Linked DNA regions of Gossypium arboreum: region 2 is linked to region 1. Evidence: chromatin contacts called from public Hi-C data. All regions are on one chromosome and are shown on one strand. The core of a region is the stretch at or near the end of the contact, and the rest is flanking DNA. Distances in the headings are between cores, read along the strand shown. Region 1 holds the start of LOC108461531 (protein ALWAYS EARLY 2-like). Region 2 has its middle 8.3 kb from the start of LOC108463612.

The links. A called contact is a pair of places that touch in the nucleus more often than the background predicts.
Region 2: a Hi-C map of leaf shows a contact between it and region 1, with 5 times the contacts expected there. The contact joins the enhancer-like site here to the promoter of LOC108461531 in region 1. A contact is called at or near these places in 2 of 5 Hi-C or Micro-C datasets (both in leaf).

Annotation. Positions count from the first base shown.
Region 1 is chr13:90,336,860-90,342,034 of ASM2569848v2, forward strand. It overlaps LOC108461531 (protein ALWAYS EARLY 2-like), which reads left to right and starts at 2,451. Exons shown (of 21, transcript XM_017761397.2): 1 at 2,451-2,577; 2 at 2,687-2,707; 3 at 3,181-3,301; 4 at 3,453-3,548; 5 at 3,710-3,772; 6 at 4,866-4,943. The coding sequence starts at 3,197.
Region 2 is chr13:90,625,683-90,630,857 of ASM2569848v2, forward strand. No RefSeq gene overlaps it. Among protein-coding and RNA genes, the nearest start is that of LOC108463612, 8.3 kb to the right of the region's middle. Within about 2 kb of position 2,154, at least 2 of the 2 cell types and tissues checked have an H3K27ac peak or open chromatin away from gene starts, as enhancers often do. A contact at or near this core is called in leaf, where this site is marked.

The DNA.
Region 1 (5,175 bases), core at 1,201-3,700:
TTAGAAAATAGAGTAGAACAAGGAGACAAGACCCTCGAAAGGGGTTATTAAACCGAGAGGAGGACATCAAAAAACAAAGTAGAACAAGGAGACAAGACCCCCAAAAGGGGTTATTAAATCAAGAGGAGTACATAAAAAATAGAAAAGAGCAAGGAGGATGATGACCAACCACCGATAGTAGGTGTTTGGCCGTCAAAATCGAGAAACATGAAAATCACATATAGTAACAAACAACCAAAGCACGGGAAACAGAGGGCAAAACTAGAAACATGATCAAAAGAGTTTGGTCAATAGAGTAATGAACGACTCAGAATGGATTGAGTATGATGACTCAGCTTGGACAAAGAAAGACAAAACACGGGAAACAGAGTACAAAGCTAGAAATAGGACCAAAAAGGGCAATTTTTTTTTTGGAGTTTTAGCGACTACAGGCACCGTCCATAAAATAGATCTGCAAATTGTAAAAAAAGAAGCCATATGAAGTGAATGAGAAGAATAAATAAAGAAAATGTTGGTGGGAGGGAGAAAAAAGACGGGCGATAGCCAGCCCGGAGGCTGAAAACGTCGTGTCACTGGACAAAACAAAAGATAAAAAGTAAATGACTTAGAGAAGAAAAGAAAAATAAATAAATAAAAGGGGAAACTAAACTCTTGATACCATGTTACAAACTTAAGAAAAAGAATGATAAATGAATTTCAAAGAAATAATATTGCCTCTTGATTTACATTAAGTTATATAGTCTATTTATACTAGAAACTAGATACACAAATAAAGAAAAATATGATATGATATTAACTAATTATGCAAGATATAAGTGTGAGAAATTTGATATCATCTTTTAATGTCACAAATTTTTGCTATTTTATTTGAACTCAATAATCATTATTGAAGTTTTTTTAATAGAACTAGAATATAACCCTCGTAATTTAGAAAAAAAAGTTATATTAAAATTTTAAATATAATATTGATATTAATTATAGATAACTTTAATGATTGAATTTATAAGGAAATGAAGTTAATGTTAAAGTTGAATCTTTATACCAAATTAATTAGACAAAATATGGACAATATAATATGAGAAAATAATTAAATACATTAAACTATGGTTAAAACAAACAAATCGTGATTGTAGAATATGAATATAAAAACCTGTTATATATATATATAAAATATTTACGTATAAATTTATTTCAATACATAAAAATAATATGAACAAATACACAAAATTTTTATATTTGGCTTCTTTTTCTTTCTAGTGTTATTACATATTAGTGTGCCATGAAAGGAGAGTGGAACAGTGGTTTAAGAATATACAAGAGGCAAGACAATAGTTCAGGAATGTAAAACAACTAGTAATTTTCATGGAGCAAGAGAATTAATATCCCCTCTACTTTTAGGTATTATTGAGCGAGTGCACTGGAAATCCGAAACAATATTTGATAAAAACCTGCTTTTTGGGGTCGCTCTTCACACTCTTACTGTTAAGGCCAACAAGAAAGGGTGATGAAAATGCTCTCCAATGTGGCTATGTAAACTTCTTTTTTCAGTTGTGTTGAAACTAGTAAGATCTAAATTTTTTCTACGGAAGAGAAACATGCAAAAAATTAAAGATCTTTGTAAGCTTTAAACATTTTCCCGATACCACCGCCATAGCTATATAAAATGAAACACAAGTCTGCAATTCCAATAGATTTGGTTGCTTGACTTATGAGTGATAACACTACTTTTTCACCCCTGCCTTGCATGCAGTGCATAGTTGTGTCTATTTGTATTATTAAAATAAAACACATGTGAATCAAATTGTCACAATCAATGCTTTTATTACCTCCAATAAAAGGGAATTTTAACATAAAAAAAAAGGAAACGTTTAGCGTTTTATTGTGCATAAAGATTAGGAAAGAGGAAAAATTTGTATTTTAATCTCAGCGTGGTCAAAAAATTATGCAAAATTAATAAATTTTAAGTGGATCTGTTCTCATTTTTATATATTAATATAACATTATACTCAAAATATCCCTCTGTGTCTTAAAATCAACCCATTTCAATTGCCAATTAAGCTCTCTCAGTAGTTGTGGTTGTGGATATATCTTTTATAGAGGGTTATTGATAATTTTAATAAACTGGTGTATATTTTAATAATATGATATTAGGATGCTGTCATGATATAATATTTAAATATTTTCTCCAATTCCATTACTATTTTCCCAATAACCTAGGAGTTTAATTTTCCCATGAGACCGATGAATTTAATTGTTAAAATCTTAGCGGGAGCTAAAAAGATTTACCCATAAAAGTAGGGACTGGTTTGAAAATTAGCCTAGAAAAGTTTCAAATTTAATCCGCTATTATCATCTACATGGAACCCAAACCTATGCCATCAAATCGGACAGCTTCATTACCAATACTTCAAATTGCCACGTGTACGGTAATGACAACTTATTCATAATCCCATAGACTGAAACAGAGTAAAGCCAAGAAAAGTTAAAAATAAATAAATAAAAAACAAAATAATATCATTGGCCAAACCACCTTTATATTCAAGTTTCGCGGCAACGCCACTTTTCGCTCTCTCAAAGGTTGTTCTTTCTCAAAATTCTGTTTTTTCTTCTTATTTCTTTTTTAAATTTCTCTGAAAAATCTTTCTTTCTCTAATTCTTTTTTTTTTTGTTAAATGTGTTGGTTCAGCTGGGAAAAGGCCGGCAATTGGTAAGTGGAATTGTCTCCGATCTGTGAATTAGGGTTTAAAAGTTGAGATTTTGAACCATCACTGTGGTTTTTTAAATTCATTTTTGCAATTTTTAAAGGAGCTTTCGGTTAAAATTTTGAATTTTCGTTTCTTTTAAAAGTGTTTTCGGTTTTCTTCAGTGGGTTTGAAGCGGTTTCAAGGTGACTTTATGGATTAAGCCAAATTGGCTTTGCCGTTCTAGTGGTTTTAGAGCAGCATTGTTTTGCAATCTTTTTTTTTTTTCAATACGTAAAATTTTAGGTGTTTCAATTGTGAATGAAATTTTGATTGTGATTTTGAGATTTTGTGGTGTTTCTTTTTGCTGGTTCTAAAAAAAATTACAACTTATTATTTTTTTAAAGTTCATTGTTAACATCGATTTTACATCTGCACTATCTTTTTCGAATTTCCCCTTTTCTTTTTCAAGTTCATGTTTTATGATGGAATGCTTCAGATAAAGGAAGTCATTGATGGCCCCAACAAGAAAATATAAAACTGTGAACAAACAATATTCGAGTAAATGTGAAGTATCTCCTGATAAAGACGCAGGAAATTCAAGAAAAAGTAACCCAAAGGTAGGTGTTTTGTCATTTTTAATTGATTATTTGATTTGAAGATCAAATTTTCTTGCCTTTGGCTGTTTGATGATACTCTGTTTTACGTGGCATCATCATATGCTAATTGTGAGTCGTTTTGATGCATGGACTGTTGTATTCTATGCTATAGAAGAAACTATTTGACAAGTTAGGATCTCCATGGAGCAAGGCAGAGATCGAGCGGTTTTATAAAGCTTATCGGGAGTATGGGAAAGATTGGAAGAAGGTATATTAGCTACCTGCCACAGTATTTACTTCGAGAACTATAATAAAAAAGTTTAATGGTTTCACTGTAATTTTATATTGTGATGATGCTCCATCTAGGTATTCTATAAGCATAATTAACACTTCCTTTTTCATTTTAAATTTGTGGTTGCTTATGTTTAGGTGGCTGCTGCTGTACGTAACAGATCCACTGAAATGGTGGAGGCCTTTTACATTATGAATCGGGTATGGTTAGGTCTCGATGTAGCTTTAAGCACTAATCAGTTATCCAATTCATCTTTGATTGCTTAATCTTGTCCTTGAATGCTTATGGGTTTCATGATGTTTGTTTCTAAAATGCCCAAGGAAATGCTTAGATTAGGACTTGATTCAGTTCGAAAAAATCGAAAAAGAATTTGAATTTTGAGATAATCGAATCGAGTTATTCGAGTTTCGAGTTCGAGTTGAGTTAAATTTTACAGTTCAAATAATTCGAATAATTTGAGTTACAGATTGGTGTCACTACCCTTTATTTCCGGTTAATTTTGAAAATGAGCAAATTGTCACTCTCAACAAAAATTACAAAATAATTTAAAATAATTTTAAAATTCAAAATATTTATAAAAATTCTAAAATTTATTCTTTTTTTTAAATTATAAAAATTTTAAAAAATATATAAAAGATACATAAAGAAAGTTAAAATTTAAATTTTTTCTAAAATAATAATTTTGGGAGCTAAATATGTTAATTAGTAATGCAAGTTTAGCTAAGTTATTTTTATTACTATTTTATTTTGAAAAAGTTTTCAAATATATATGGGTTCAAATTTATGTGCTCTAATATTTATGTTTAGTTTTTTAATTTAACTCAACCAATTTCATTCGATTCGATTCGATTCGACTCGACTCAAATTTCATTTTACTCGACTCGATTCAAGCAAATTTCAAATCGAGTTAGGAAGATGAAAAAGGACTTGTCAACTCAAAATTTTTTCTCTCGATTTGATGGAATGCTCACCCCTATTTAGGATAGATAACTTATTTTAAATGGTTAAAAAGGAAAAACAAACAAGGGAACTTCTGTCTTAGTTAACTTGCCATCATTTGAACTTTAATGTGGCTTCTCAACTACCACTGCTATAATTTGATGCAGATAAGCATTTTGTCTTCATTGTTAAAGTCTTCAAGAGGTTATGTGGAATCATGTGCTTCAGGGGCTTTGAATGATGTTGCATTTTCAGCCTTCATTTGTTGGATGGAACCTGAGAGTTGCTTTATTTTGACTATATTTGTTTATAAATATTGTTACATTATTGTGTTTTTTCTTTCTTTATTTTCAGGCATATTTATCCTTGCCAGATGGAGTAGCATCTGTAATTGGCCTTATAGCAATGATGACTGATCACTATAGTGTCCTGGTGAGATTGGTTTTAACATTTTTATTTATTTGTATGAGTCTGATATTTGCAGCCAGTGTTGATATAATTAAAGCTATTTGGTGCAGTTTGTTTTTTGGAAGTATATTTCTCTCCTTTATGAAGTGAACTGATTCCTTGTTAGACTGTATTTTCGCAAATTATATCTTTTCCATTTTAGGCTAGCAAAATAAATTGAACTCTTAATGTTATTCTTCTATCTACTGATCAAGGG
Region 2 (5,175 bases), core at 904-3,403, 290 kb after region 1:
TAACGAGGCAACTTGTAATAGAAGATTGTGTACTATTTTTTCTTTATTAGGTTTTTTATCCCACAGGGTTTTTCCTAATAAGGTTTTAACGAGGCACATTATCTACCAATGGACATCTAAGGGGGAGTGTTATGAATATCTTATTAAGTGGATGTCCATCATGATAAAGATAAAGTTTTGATGTACGTTAAATTCTAGTAGTTATTAGAATTAGATATCTACTTCTTTTTTGCTTCTTATTCCTATAAATAGAGACTTTGATGGAGTATTGTAATCATCTCTTTTTATCAATAAAGTACATTCTCTATTGCTTTCATATTTTCTTTGTTCTTTATTCTCTCTATCTTTCTTTATTTTATAACAAAATTAATTTTTATAATTAGTAAAATTTAAATGTGTGAGATAACATTATATATAATGTTAATGTATTATTTACCCCAAAGTTTCATGCAATTATCACTTTGGTACCTAAGGAATTTTTGTATCAATTTGGTACCTAAAGTTTCCAACCGTGTATCACATTGCCCAGTCATTAACAATGCTAAAAATTGTTTTTTGTTGTGTTGTGAAATATTATGTCAAAGGTAATAAAGTATGAAAATAATGGTTCTTCATAGGTGAATTTTTTACTCATATTCGAATAACAAGTTATTTTATTTAATTACTAAATATTTTACTATTGGTTATTTCTCATTTTTATTTTCTTTACTTTTAAAATATTATTTTATTCTCTCAATTATTTTCAAAATTAATGGAATTTTATATGAGTTACATTGATTTTCATTTAATATAAAAATATATTATTTAATAAATTTAATAAATAAATATGTAAACGTGACATAGAAACTAGTATATATAAAAGTACAAGTTTGGAAAAACATTTGAACCGATGAAAATATCCTTTATTTTCAAGCATAGTACTAAATTGACATTTAAAATATTTAGAATTCAATTTAAAATTATTACTTTAAAATAGAATTATAACTTAAATAAAATCTAAACTTACCGGTCAAAATAACTAATAATTAATATTATAACAATTTTATAGTATTGTTTAATTACATTTAGTTTAGTCCATGCATATTTATTGATTTTTTACAAAGATTTAATGATTTATTATTTGCAAGAGATGGAAAAGAGTCTATTTCATTAATTAAGGTTTAAATAAAGATTGATTTTATTTTTTAATTATCACTTAGTTAGTGTTAAAGTTGTATATAAATTGTCAAATATAAGTATTAAATTACACCAACGCTAAAAAATTGCCCTCATCTTCTTCGGTTGATTTTGCTAACGGGAATGGAGATGATGCCTCTATTCCTGATGACTCCAACACTAAGAAGGTTCGCTTCAAGAATTCAGACGTGTCTTCTGATGATGTGATGGTTGTGGATCCTATACCAGAGCCTTCATTGTAATAGACGGATACGTTAGTGGGAAAGGAATCTTTAGATCAGAATAATAAAAAGGATGGCCAGCACTTTGCTGATAGTTTCGCCTTTACGTAGCAGGATGTCAAGAAATCTTTTGTTGATGGGGTTTCTTCCATTGGTTTTTCGGAGAGAGTTTATCAACTCTTGGAAAAAGAAATGTCAACCTCGATGGTACTTAAGATGCTGGGAAGAAATATTCGAATCTCCACCTTGCAAAATATGTTATATGGGATTTGGAGACCGTCTAAGCCTTTTCAATTAATGGATATTGAAAATGGCTATTTTCTTGCAAAGTTTCAGAATACTGAAGACTATGACAAAATCCTTTCTCAGGGACCATGGGTTATTTTTGGTCACTACCTTACTGTCCAACCTTGGACCATCGACTTCAACCCTAACCTACCCTATCCAAATTCGGTTCTCACATGGATTCGGTTTCCCGGTCTACCCAGCCATTTTTATAAGAAATAGATTCTCATGGAGATTGAGGGTATGATAGGCAAAGTCACTAAGTTGGATTTGAACACAGACAATAGAGCAAGGGGACGGTATGCTCGTATGGTAGTTTTTTGTCAATTTAGGGCAGCCGTTGGTCTCTAAAATTCTTATTAATGGCAACCTACAGAGGATTGAATAAGAAAACTTACCCGTGGTATGTTTTAAATGTGGCTATTACGGCTACACTAAAGAAACCTATTCATCGGACATACGGACCTCAGGGGAGATTGAGAAGGGTGAGTCATCGAGGCGTGTTCCTACCACTGTTGCGACGATCGGAGAAGAGGAGTATGGACCTTGGACGCTGGTGGAGAGGAGGTCTAAGCGCGACAATCTGGAAGGAAACAAAAAAGGACATAATTTGAAATGAGAGAAAATTCAGGGATCGCAGTTCCCTTTCCTAGCTGATTTAGCTTATTTAGAGGCGGTTTCATCAAGAACGGGTGTGATTAATAGTGAACAGGTGGCTATGAAGAATAAAGGGAAAGCCCATTTAATTAGCTCTCAAATCAAGGCTGCAACGAGTAAGAAACCGGGTAATGGTTCTAAGAAATCTGTCAGTGGTGAATTTGACTAAGGGTCAGGCCCGTGACCTAATGATCTTTTGCCCTCAAGTTGGTCAGTCCATGGTTCAACCTAAGACGGGCCTAGGTCAACAATTGGATCCGGCTGATAATAACTTGGCCCTTTTATTCAACAGCAAACAGGCCTCCAATAAAGATTACGGTGGGCCACAGTAGGAAGTCCGGGATTTGGAAGCACATGCAGGCGAACCTTTGAAAGACTCAATTACCTCGTTTATTTCTTTGCCAAATGTTCGAAGAAAATAATAGGCCTTTAATTTCAAGTATTTCTAATGCGGTTTTTCCTTCAATTTTAAATTCACATAATGTTGATGGTACAGGTCAAATACAAATGGAACCTCAATTATCTCTTCATAAACAAGTGGACCATGTTATGCATTTTAATCTTGCTTTTGAAGAAAACTCTTTTATTAATGTGGAGGTGAAGGAAGGTGTTTTAGAGGCCAAAATCATTCGGCAGTCGTGTTTTATAACAAAAGTATGCTGGAGAATGTGACTGGAGAATCGGGGGTAGTCAATCGGTTGGAATTAATTCATTTAAGGAGGCTCCTAAGGGTCAAAATTTCAAAGGGTCTGGTTCTAAAGGAGGTTGGAAGCCCAATAAAACCATAGAAGGATTAGGAAGTCATTTTAAAAATTCTGAAAATATTCATGTTCCATTTGTTGATTCTATGAAGAGAGCAACAAAACTTATTACTTTGAAATTTAATGGAAAATCTGCCAAGGATCTGCAAAGGCAACTTCGGTAGGATGTGGAAATTTCTTCTTTCGTTCCTCAATGAGATAAGTTTTCTATCCTTTTATTTTTTATTTTATTAATATGAATTTGTCTATTTTATCTTGGAATGTATAGGGATGTGTGTCTAATAAGTTTCTGCGAGCTTTTTGTGAGTATAATAATCAGTATAAGCCTGATATTGTTAGTTTACTTAAAAATTAGTAGGAATAAAGCTGACACAATCATTGCTAAGTTGGATTGGGATAAGTCTTGCCGTGTTGAAGCAGTAGGATTTCCTGGAGGTATTTGGATCGAATAGAAAAATTCGATTGACTTAAAGGTTGTTGGTAACCATTCTCAATTCATTTTGGCTCATATCTGTTCTTTTTTAACTCCTAAGTCGATCCTTGTTGCTTTTGTGTATGGAAGTCTTGATAAAATGAATAAGAAGGTTTTGTGGCATGATTTTAGTCGCTCAATTCCAATTGGGGATGTTTCTTAGATGGCAATTGGAGATTTCAATTCTATCCTCTCTTTTGATGATAAAAAATAAAACAAAGGAAAGTAACTACATAAGCAATGAGGGCTTAATAAGCTTGTATAAACTTAAACATAACTTACCATTTCATTTATACAATTCATAGATCAAGAATAAATCATTTCCAATGCCATAAGCTTAGTGAAAGCCTATACAACATCATCAAACTCACAAGTTAGTACACTTGTCCATGATACAAATGAAATCAACCATAAGATATGTAGTTTACCATATATAAACACATCATTTAACTCCTCAATGTTATTATAAAATCATGATTCATTCCATTTGCATACTTACCATTTCATTTCCTTTTATTACCCGTTGAACCATCTAGAATTACATCGAATACTCGAGAATGTTCACACATAGTGTGCCTTTCCATATAACTGTAACCTTTCCTTTACACCAATACTCACACGAGCTGTGAAATAAGCCTGCTCACATGAGCTATGGGTTGAAATGTAAGCTACACGATGCTGCTCACACGAGCTGTGGAGAGCCTACAACAAATGCAGGACCTCAGCCATCGGTAGGACATTCAAGTCATATCAAAGGTCGCATATGTCAGTTCTCTGGTGACTTTATAGATAAAGCCCTTTTGCATGATCTGGGTTTTCAGGGACCACCTTTTACATGGCATCGTGGTAACCTCTCTAAGAGACTTAATAGGGCTGTGGGTAACGACATTTAGATGGATTCATTTCCTAATTGTTCGTTGTCCCATTTACCCAGAATTAAGTCTGATCATCGTCCTCTCTTTTTCAAATTTTGCCATAAAGAAAAGCTTGCTCCTAATTGTCCCTTCCATTTTTTAGCTGGTTGGTTACACCATCAAAATTTTCCTGACTTTGTCAAGAAGAATTGGAGCTTCAACGGTAATTTGTCTAGTACGATTGCTATTTTTATGGATAAACTTAGAAGCTGGAACAAATGTGTTTATGGACATATCAACCAAATAAAGAGACATTTAATGCATAAGCTTTCTAGAACTCAACATGCGTTGGACCTTTCAAGGTCTAAATATCTTATGCATCAGGAAATTTCAATTCGTGAAAAGCTTGAAAATATTTTTCATCATGAGGAGATGCTTTGGAAACAAAAATCAAGGTGTGAATGGTTGAATTTGGGAGACCGCAACCCGAGTTATTTTCATAGGCGTACTATTCAGAGGAGGAATTTTAATAAAATCACTGCTCTACGTAACACTGATGGGGATTGGGTTTTTTATCCTGAGGTTCTCAAAACTGAAGAGGTTAAGTTTTTCTAGAATCTTTATGGGGAGAATCTAGGCTCGTCAGGAAGTATGCCTCTGAGTGCTTATCCTAGCCTTAGCAATGAAGATGTTGACTTTCTCGGAAGGAATGTTACGAACGAGGAAATAAAGGCTACTCTCTTTCATAT